2 separate regions of the Rattus norvegicus genome follow, and region 2 is linked to region 1. Evidence: chromatin contacts called from public Hi-C data. All regions are on one chromosome and are shown on one strand. Each heading gives the region's core, a stretch centred on a gene start, on an enhancer-like site or on the middle of the called end of the contact. The rest is flanking DNA. Distances are from core to core; before and after follow the strand shown. Region 1 overlaps LOC102552762 (a long non-coding RNA gene). Region 2 overlaps LOC134481747 (a long non-coding RNA gene).

Region 1 (5,250 bases), core at 187-2,686:
CATAAACTGTGTTTCCTCCCCTGCAAAACAAGAATCCCAAGATTGCACCTGGTGAAAGATGGGGTGAGTCAGGTTTGTCCAGTGCTCAGGAGGTGTTTATTACACAGTGAGTGCTATGGAAAGATTTGTTTAAAAAAATAAACACGAGAAAGAGCCATAAGTTGTCTGGGCCCTGTGTGTTTGAAGCTATCTCCTGTTCCACACAAAGCTGCAAGGAAGGGCTGGACTTTTTCCTTTGTTCCCTGCTGGCTGAAGCACATGTCCTCTGTTGTAGGGAGGGGAAGAACAAACCAGAAGCGTCTGTTGAGATGCCGGAGCAGCTGAAGGAACTCTTGGGGAGACAGAGGCTATGCTCACAGTATAGATGGGAAACTGAGGCGCAGGAAGGTGCAGATGTTGACCAAAGTCACAAGTCTGTAGATGATGGAGCTGAGACTCCAGCCGGGCGTGTTTGACTCCCAAACCTGGACAGCCCCTATAGTCAATAGAATATTTTTCCAGGCAAAATTTGAGAGATCCTAAGAGCTTCACATGTACACCAATGACCGTTTTTAAAGGGATCCACTCTTTTATATTATATTATTTATTTATTATTGGTTTTCAAGGCAGGGTTTCTTTGTATAGGTCTGGCTGTCCTAGAACTCATACTGTAGACGAAGGTTGTCCTGGAACTTGCAGAGAACAGCCTGCCTCGGCCTCTGAATGCTGGGATTAAAAACATCCACCACAACCAACGAACAGGATTTATTTCTTCATACTCAGCTTAGCAAGTCTAGAAGTTCAAGGTTAGCTCTGGCTAGCTGAAATAATAATGTCAGTACCATCTTACAGGTCCAAATTTCTCTCTGCAAACTTCCTTTCTGTCCTTAGATTTGTTGGTGGCCACCTCTGTGAAAGCCACTTTCAAAGAGAACGAACCCTTCCCTGCTCAGCGTCTTTACTAATTTACTAATGGTATTTGAGCAAGCCACAGGCATTCAAAGAGGCATCCCTAGTTCTGTCCCTTTAAGCAAAAAGAAAGAATTGCCCAACCCCGCCCCACCCTACCCCACCCTGTGCCTGCAAAGCTCTGGCGTCTGTGATGCCTGAGATAGAGCCAAGATAAAAAGAATTGGAAACAAATTGAACTTAACAAAAGCAAACCAAACCTTCTGTTACCAGCTCATAGGCACTTCTCCCTAAATTGCAATGTCCCAAGGATATGTGAACCAGGATCACCTCTGGTCCTGTCTTCCTGGTTCCACCCCAAGTGTACCAACCCTGTGAGAAGACAGGCGCTTGACTCTATCAGTTCCCACCTTTCCTCCAGCCACTCATCTTTCCCCTTTTATACTGTTGGCTTCCTAATGGTTTTCCTCTTGCTGCCGGGGATGAGAGGGTGTAAATGCCCTGAGCAGCTGCAGGGAGCTCTCCAGTGAGATCCTGTGGGTGGGGCTGGCAGTAGGCAGGAGAGACTAGGAGAGAGATTAGGTGAAACATTAGCCTGGCCTTTTGGACACGGTCCAGTGTCTTTCAATGATTTCTTTGTGTGCTTTGGGTGCTGGGCTTGTTTGGCAGGGGACCGGCACCCATTAGAAGATTTCACAATGATTTGCCATGTTACAGTTCTAAACATGTCAACTCCTCACCAAGGTTATATTTGTAGCTTTACAGTCTCGTTAGACTCCCCCCACCCCAGCCCCCAACACACCCTCCTCTCTCTGGGGAGCTTAAGGGAAAAGTACTCTAAGAGAATTAATCAAAATGACTAGGTAATGCTCTAAAAATAATAAATGTCGTTATGGGTTGGATCGCTTTCAAGTTCAAGCTCATTCTGTAAGCTTGAAGATCCACACGTTGAGTTGCCCATCTACTGCTTCTTATTAGAAGGAAGTGGCCTGCTGTATAAAGTCAGGTACATTATGAAGACACATGGAGGCTACGACTCTCCCAACACTGGACTGTGTTCCAGCTAAATTCATTAAGCAATGTGACCTAGGAGGGGGCAAAGGGCAGGTGCAGGAATCATTTCTTACCCTCTGTTCCTTTGCCAGCCTTGCAAATTAGGATCTGCTCCAGACGTGCTCAGAGCTCTGAAAGTAAGAGTGGTGGAGGTCAGGGTCCAGTTCACCTCACTCACAGGACAAGTTGGTGCACGCGAACAGCAAAAATGAGGGCAACCAAATGAACAAGTAACTCTGGAGGGAGTGGGGTTGTTTTATTTTCAGACACATTCTCCCTAGGGAAGCAGCTGGCTTTAACTTGAGGTCTTCTTGCCTCAGCCTCCCAAGTGCTGGGATTATAGTTGTGCAAATGTTGCCACCATCATGGTTTCAAGATGCCTTCTGGGATAATAATTTCAAGAGAATAGTGTGTGTGTGTGTGTGTGTGTGTGTGTGTGTGTGTGTGTGTGTGTGTGTGTGCTTGTAGGGGTGTGTATGTGTGTACTCATTCTGGAGTGTGTGGAGGTCAAAGGTTGATGTCAGGGGCTTTCATTAACTGCCTTTACCTTATTTTTGGAGACAAGGTCTCACACCGATCCTGGAGCTCCCTGATTCAGTGAGGTTGACTGACCAGCAAGCCCTAGGGTGCCCCCATCTCTGTGTCTCTGCTCCAACAGAGCTGGGGTTCCCGATGTATGCAGCCACACCTAGCTTTTGCATGGGCGCTGGGAATCTCAACTCAAATCCTAATGCTTGCACAGCAAGGAATTTTTGTGTTCAACCATCTCCTCAGCCTCCTCTGCTTGCCAAGAATGTTGTTCTGTGAGGGGAAAAATGTAGCTGGGTCTTAGACTCTTAAGGCCATTAAGCCTGGCTATAACAAGAGTAGATAAACCTTAAGGTGAGGCTGAGAAGGAAGGTTTAAATTGGAGAAAAAAGGAGATGGGGGTGATGAGTTGAATCCCTTCCCTACTTTAAGTGATACAATTCTCTGGTTTTCCGTTGGCCTTTTCAGCTAGTAGAAACATCCCTGAACAAGGACCCTAACCGCCCACAGCCCCTAGATCATTTGTCTGTGTCAGACAGGGCTACTAGGTCAGAGTGATTGTGAAGAAAAATAGGAGCGAGGACTCCTGAGGTGTGATTGCGCATGCTCTTTGTGTCCAAGTCTAAGCCTGACTGCTCTTGGGCTAAGTCGCCAAGATATTTCCAACCTAAGAAATGTCATCAGGCCTGAGAGTGCCCCTTAGATAATTCCTGGGCCTTCATCTTCCAAAGAAAGGCTGATTGCAGTGTTATGAGTCCGAACCTTCGTTAGCCAGCCTCCATAAATCATGGCTGGCAGAAAAGACTGGAGGGTCATGGGTAATTGAATTCCAACCAACCTTCACACCTAATTCAAGTCAGCTCTCCGACCTCTTTCCTGGATCAATCTGCTGACAGAGCTGGTTAGTAGCTATTGTTTTTAAATTCGAAGAAACCTCTTTTGAGGACCTATTGTGCATTAGCTTTGTGAGAGATGGGGCTAACATCCTACCCCATTCATTCATTCATTCATTCATTCATTCATTCACTCACTCACTCACTCACTCAGTCCACACTCCCACCAGAATCCAGACTTGATGAATTAATAGATAGTGGGAAGGAAAGTAAAGGTCATCTTGGGGTCAAACCACCCTTCACTGCTGGGAGATGAGTCCTCACACTGCTGGAAAACCCAAAGCTAGTTCTGTGCGAGAAAACGGATAAGAAACAGCCTCTTTCCTTCCTTAAGAAAAGTCAGCCTCCAAATCCTGAAGACTCGTTTAAGTCCTCTTTCCAGCAGAGTTGATGTGGAATGTCAGGTGTGTTTTTGGCTCTGTGGGTCTCATCTGTGGTGTGGAGTGGGGTGTATGCTTCGGGACTGGAGAGGAGAGTACTGTCATCACTAACTGAGCCCTCCCTGCCAGGGAAGGTGTGGAGAACTCTAGGTTCCTCACACCTGTGCTCTTACTGCTAACGACTCTCACTGTTAGCCTCAGAGCCGTGACAGGCCTGTCTGGAAACTGGACCTGAGGCAGACAGTACTTATTCAAGATCCAAGGTCTGGGAACATCTCCCGACATCCCTCCAGCGCTCGGCACGTTTGGTAAGCCTCCTCACTGCTCTAATGAGCAAACACAAGCCTGAATTCCTCATCTAGAACACGTCTGGGGCATTCCACATTTTCCAAAACCCATGGCTCTTCCTCCTTCCAGAGACCACATCACACCCTGGCACTATTCCTCATTCTCAGACAGTTGCACCCTGAGTACGGGTGACTCTCCTGCCCTGGCCCTCCAACCCAGAATGAACTGAGAGCACTGGATTACTGCAGATAGGATTCTTGGCAGCAATACGAGTTGGAGCAATGAGTCAAGACTGTGGAGAGGTTTGCTCAGGGGGAAAAAATTAATGCGAGTGAATAATTTTTACTTTCTTGTTTTAATTCCAGAATGATAAGAGGCCCCCATGATGTAGCTAGAGGCCTGGGGACCCTGAAAAGCCCGGAAGACTGCGTTTAGGTGGGAATGTTAATGGAATTATTGCTTACTGCTGGGTAAGTCTGCTGTCAAGAGATAATTACCCAGGCGAAGATGAGGCATCATGAGAGCCCGATGCTGAGGCCGAGACCGAATTGTTTATTTTCCATGTTCCTGCATAATCGCCTTCGCCATTTAACTTCATTAACGTCTTGGGTAACCCTGGGCCACACAATTTTACTTAAAAGAGAGAAATTAAGTAACCCCGAACTTACATGTAATTGTAAACAAAGTTACCGGAGATGTGGCTTGAGATGTTTTCACCATTGCAGTGGGTGGCAAACGAGTCCCCCTTTCCATCCCCCCTCCTCCCTGAGAGATGAAAGCAAGACCAACCTTTGCTGGATGCTCACTGTAGACCATCCCTTGCACTGAGCATCCCACACACACTGCCCTCCTTAATGTCCACGTGCGATTCCATGACTTTGTTAGTAGAGAAAACTGTCAGGAAGGTGAAGAAACTTGCCCGAGGTCCCATGACTTGTGAGCAGCGGAGTGAGGGTTTCAAATGGGACAGATTGGTCCCAGCTGTTTCCAGAGAAATCACAGGACCACACTTGTTCCAGCTTCTCAAGTCTGGTGTCCTAGACTCTACAGAGGAGTCCAGGCTTTTATGACTCCTCCAGCTGTCAGGGCTGACTTTATCGGAATGCCTGCCAAGTCTCCCGTCCCATCTTCCCTCCAGTTCTGCCGTCTGTATTTCTGTTTTATTGAGAAAACATTTGCAGCCATCCCCGTGTGGTCACGACTGAGCTTTCTTAAGTCAT
Region 2 (5,362 bases), core at 2,061-4,560, 59 kb after region 1:
TGTGTGTGTGTGTGTGACAAGAGGTGGTGATGTGACTTCAATAGAAGTGCACACACCCTGTGGACCTGTGCATTCCAGAGAGGAGCAGACCTCCTGCATAGATGCCAATAGATGCTGTCAACTCTGTGGCCCAAAAAGAAGAGGGAAGGAGGAGCCAAATAAACCATCTCCAAACCACCACAGATGCAGCCTCTTTAGTCATGGGTATGAAAAGCCCTGTGTTTCAAACTCTAGACTCATCCTGGCCTCTTCCTCTCCCTTGCTGGTAAATCTCATTCCATTGCACCTCTTCCCTGTCCCACCCCCCTCTCTGTGACACACTGGTCATCACCCTCTATTCATTCTTACCACCATGACCCATGCTTCAACCCCCATCATCTTTCATTTGCACATAGGAGGTCTTCATCTTCAGTGTCCTGTGTCCTGTCTTTCCCTCCATTCATCTTCTGCCTAGCCTCAAATCTATCTTCTCCAAAATGCAAGACTAAGCATAAGATTGTCTCATGTAAGATCCATAGCCCTTTGATTTTTAAACTCCAGTGTGGGTCAGAACCACCCAGCAGGCTTGTGAAAATGGGGTGCTGGACCCTTCTGGAATGTTCTTCATGACTTCTTAATTTGCTGAATTCCTGAGTGAGGTCTCTTGTCTCCTGCACTGTGAGCAGCCCACACTGCGCTATTTCACTGAGTCTTCCTAGAGAACATCGTATAGTATAGGAACCATAATCCTCCCATCTTCCCAGTATCCTGTATTTGGGGGACGTGGGGCTCAGGCAGGCTTGGAACCTTGATCAGAGTACACAGGTACTAAATGAAAGACCCAAATTGTCCTCCTGACTTTAGCACCTGGACTTTATCCAATGAAATATTCAACTAATGATAATTAAATAGATGAATTACTTCGGCTAGAGTGTTTACTAACATCAGGTAAAATTTGTGATGGGGTCTTCTAGTTATCATTTGATATTGCATGCATGGTTTCTTTTATTGTCTCTATGAAAAATTCCTAAGAGGCCAACTTACAAGGGGATTTGTTCTAGGCTTCAATCCATCGTGGTAGGGAAAGCCTGAAGGGATATCTTACATCATGGAAGCTGGGGTTTCATCTAACCTGTGCCCAGTGGGATGGTGCCCAACACTTTTAGGCCGTGCCTTCCTTCTCCACCCTCCTGGCAGACACACCCAGAGATGGGTATCATCACCACTTTGGTGTTTCTCAGTCCAGTCAACTTGATAAGGCGATTAACCATCAAACAGGACACTAGGTACCTCTGTGACAATGTGTATGTCTCCATGCTATCCAGGCATTGCTGTATTTTAAGGGAGCCCAAAGGACGGAGCGCTAAATATCATTGCTCTCTCCTTCAACTGGGCGACCATTTGTCCATTTCTCTTTTCTTTTCTCTTTTCTTTTTCCTGTCCTCCTCCTCCTCCTCTTCCTCCTCCTCCTCCTTTTTCTTTTCCTCCTTTCTTGTTCTTTGCTTTTTGAGGCAGGTTTTTTTCTATGTAGCCTTGGCTGTCCTGTAACTTGCTTTAGAGACCAGACTAGCCTTGAACTCATAGAGATCCAATGTGCCTCTGCCTTTGGAGTCCTGGGATTAAAGGTTCATGCTACCAACCCCTGGCCATTTGTTCAGTTCTATCTAGCTACCCTGATTACGTCTTTGCATTTGTTTGACTTTAGGACATTTTTTTTTTTGTTTTTTTTTTTTGTTTGTTTGTTTTTTTTTTTTTTTTGTTTTTTTTTTTGGTTTTTGTTTTTTTTTGGTTTTTTTTTGTTTGTTTGTTTGTTTTTTTGTTTTTTTACCAGAGGGTTTCACTATTAATACAGCTTGGTGAATGACCAGAAACTTGGTGGATCTTGGTGAATTCTTGGTGACTCTCCAAGAAATTCACAGGCTTTGCCATGTGAGTAGCACTTAAAGGTGCCTGAGACCCAAGCCAGCCCCCTGTACTATTGGAGCAGGTAAAGCTTTCCTACAGGTGTGCCGTTCCCAACCCTTGAGGTCTTCTCAGGAAGTCAGTGGGAGAAGTCCTGTGATACTTGGACATAGGATGGCCGTTGTCCCTGCTTTCTGAGTTCTCCTTTTTCAACAGAAGCCAGGGGCCAAGCCTGGCTCCTTCCTGAGATTTTTTTCCTCCCTCGGATTCAGCAGAGATCTTTTTCTACAAGTCCCAAAGATGTTTCCCCCCACTTTACGAGTGAGGAAGCATGGATCTCTGTAGAGAAGTCTGCAGCCACTGGTTCTAAATGTTCAAGGAGAAAAATTAACGTATTGATAGCCTGGGCCTGCTAAGAAGGACAAACACAAGATCTGACTCTTCCTGCCCGGTGCACTTTCCGCCTCTTGCACACATGCGCCCCCTGCTGCCAGATGCTGGAAGTGCACCCGCGGGTGGGACCACGAGGACCACAGCAGCCCTTGTTGATACCTGCGTAGAAAGATTGCAAAGGAGTGGCCAAAGACGAAATCATAGTCTTCACATTTTCTCAAAAGGACCGAATTAAGCTTTTTTTGTTTTTTTGTTTTTTGTTTTGCATGTCAGGCATATGCTTTGTAATAAGAGATGAATAAACACCTCCTTGAAAGGTTAAACAGACGAAAGCGCTTCGGGGTTGGAGTCAGTCAACACAGATCCAGGCTTTGATGAGACTAGACTTCTTTACCTGTACTTTGAACACAGTGACATTGTGCATTATTGTGGAACATATCCATGAAGAGGAACGTATTAAATATTTTATAGCATAAGCAAAATTACTGTGTGCTGTCTAACAACCTCTCTCCTCTCCCTCTCTCTCTGCCTCCCTCTCCTTTCCCTCTTCTTTCCTCCTCTTTCTATCCCACCTCCTCTTTCCCTCCCATCCTTTTTCATACATCTTTAAGTGGACATCACAGTGAAGCAACCTAACCCTCCAACAACCCAAAAGGAAGTAAGGCAAAGAAAGCACAGCCACAAACCGGAAGTAACAGAAAAAAAACCCCCTGTATCTCCGGCAAAACAGTAAAAAGTGAAAGAAAGGAAGAAAGAAAAAATAAATAAAGAAGCAGTGTTAGACTCTGGGGAGATCAAGTTAGATTTAGCTAGCATGGGTTTCCAGCCTGGCTTGACCCCCTAAGTAGGGGGTTTTAGAGATGACTGAGTAATTCTTGACCTCTGTTTGACCCATAAACAGGAATTCTCATTTGGCATTGTAGGAGCTCTGGAGCTAGTAGGTTCCTGCCTTTTTAAATGTAGGTCTCTCCTCCTTTTCGCCGGTGGCAGTGGGCGGGCCTGGGCTCGCGGCAGGGAGGGGCCACCACGCCTGCGTCCTCCTGGGAGCCGCCCTGCCCTGCTGCTGCAGGCAGCTCCGTGCCCTGCTGGCTCCCTCCCTTCCTGTAGCAGCCCTGCCACGTGGTAGATTGGCTACTTCTGGGAATGTGAGAAAGCACTCCACCGAGGGCCACACCAAGAACTTTTACAGCTCTGTGGATTATGTTAAACTTTCCTTGCAAGCATCTGTTTAGAGACAAACCCCTAGATGTTCTCTATGGCACAGAAAAACAGGGGGTGACAGAGAAATCAAATCAACCAATCGGGACAGTGTTGGTTGTGTTAGCTTTGTCCTTCAAAAATCTTCTTAATTCTCTTGCCTCTTCCTTCTTGGGGGGGGGGGGATTTTAAGGTAAGGGAGTTTTAAAAAAAGATGCCAGTGAACATCTTCATCACAGTTTTCCTGAAAGTTTCTGCCCTAGGACTGAGGAAGAAGACAGCAGCCCTTCTGGCCCCGAACCTCTCCCAGTAAAATGCTTGAGGAAAGGGGACCTAGGTCTCTCTTTAGAGTAGCCCCAGTACATGGTACAGCGACCTGAGGACAAATAAAAACATTCTTAAGGTTGGATCTTGCCAGACGTAGACGGCTTAGCCTATGACCTCCCACTGTGCATGTGCCATTGAAAAGTGTTCTGGCTGCTGATAGACTTGGTGGTTTCAAAGTGTTTAGACCTCTGAGCCTCTTTATGACTGTACGCCTGTAAACAGGTGGAGTCGAGCCTGTGGTATTGATGGGAGGATTGAGGAGGCCAAGGCCACAGAGCTGGTTTCCTGGGAGGTCTAACCTAGGTCAAGGTCTGAATGCAGTATTCCGTACCAGTTATGATGGGTCTGCCAGCTCTCCTTCATGGTAAATTAAATAACTACCCTTTTAAAACATAAGTCAAAATAAATGTATACAGTCACAGGACCTATGTATTGTGTATTTATATTACAAATTAAACAGGGTGTGTTTCCAATGCAAAAAAAAAAAGTCACACTCTGGTACCCTCTTCAATAGAGAGCACATTTTAATAGGTAATTTATTTCTACAGCTCAATAGTCAAACTCTAGAACACACTGTACCTGAAAAAGCCTTGACTAAACCTCCCTCACAGCATCTGATTTCTTCAGGTTCTTTTCTCCTTCATCAATAACCATTTTTTAAAATATTACTTGTTTATGAAATTCTTAGAGATTCAGAGCCTTACTGTAAGTTGAGTTGCACATGGTATGTTTTGAATTGGTTTCCTTCAAGTGATGTCAGGCTTGCCTAAACAATTTGCCTCTTACCTGGGAACCCCAAGGGTCACTGAGGAGCCAGTAGGAGGGCTGCAGGAAAGAGAGCCTGAGGTTTGAAGCTCTAGAGGCTACAGGAGAATAGGCCAGCTCCATATGTTCAAGAATCCAGCCAGACAAGGCTGATCCCAATGAGTCCTGGGGTTCTTGCCTGACACTGATGAGGGTTGCTAGCTGTTTTCACAGGGAAAGCTGTCTAAGAAGGAGCTGTGAGGAAGTCTGGGACAGGCACATGTCAGATCACACAGATCCAGCCCTCCCACTGCTTACTGATGTGCTTGTGAGAAAGAACCCCCAACAGAGCCGAGACTCTCCAGAGGCTCTCAGGCTTGAACAAGGCAGGTCAGCTGGCAGGCAGGGGAGGGTGCAGAGTCAGCCTTGGACTTGTTTGGACTTCCGCCAGGTCTGTTGTAACAAAGTGCAGTAAATGGCAGAAGTTCCCCATTTTTGTGGTAATAGATGCTGGAAAGCCGAGAGTCTGTGCATGGTAGAGCCCCTTCTGGGGCTTGAGAGCCTTTCTGGGGCTTGAGAGCAATGATCCATTCCAGAACTTTCTCCTTGTCTTGTATGTAGTTGTCTGTTTTCTGTGTCTTCATCCTTTGTGTTTATCCAAGTTCTGGGATTAAGATCTTCCCTAATGGCTTCATTTTAACTTCACCTTTGTAAAAACAAAACAAAAGCACTGTAAACAAAGCTACATTCTTGAAACATTGTTAAAAATTTATAGTAACATCTTGCCTGGGAGTAAGTAGCTGCTGTGGTTTGAGTGTGT

What was found. Hi-C and Micro-C count contacts between places; a contact is called where the count stands out from the background.
Region 2: a Hi-C map of liver shows a contact between it and region 1, with 9 times the contacts expected there. The contact joins two enhancer-like sites. A contact is called at or near these places in 5 of 12 Hi-C or Micro-C datasets (the A7r5 cell line, kidney and liver).

What each region holds. Positions count from the first base shown.
Region 1 is chr14:44,082,670-44,087,919 of GRCr8, forward strand. It overlaps LOC102552762 (a long non-coding RNA gene), which reads right to left. Exons shown (of 3, transcript XR_595795.4): 1 at 4,820-5,250; 2 at 2,016-2,072; 3 at 74-1,454. Among named protein-coding and RNA genes, the nearest start is that of Mir328b, 69 kb to the left of the region's middle. Within about 2 kb of position 1,437, at least 19 of the 93 cell types and tissues checked have an H3K27ac peak or open chromatin away from gene starts, as enhancers often do. A contact at or near this core is called in liver, where this site is marked.
Region 2 is chr14:44,140,246-44,145,607 of GRCr8, forward strand. LOC134481747 (a long non-coding RNA gene) reads right to left here. Exons shown (of 2, transcript XR_010057514.1): 2 at 4,300-5,248. Among named protein-coding and RNA genes, the nearest start is that of Mir328b, 130 kb to the left of the region's middle. Within about 2 kb of position 3,311, at least 22 of the 93 cell types and tissues checked have an H3K27ac peak or open chromatin away from gene starts, as enhancers often do. A contact at or near this core is called in liver, where this site is marked.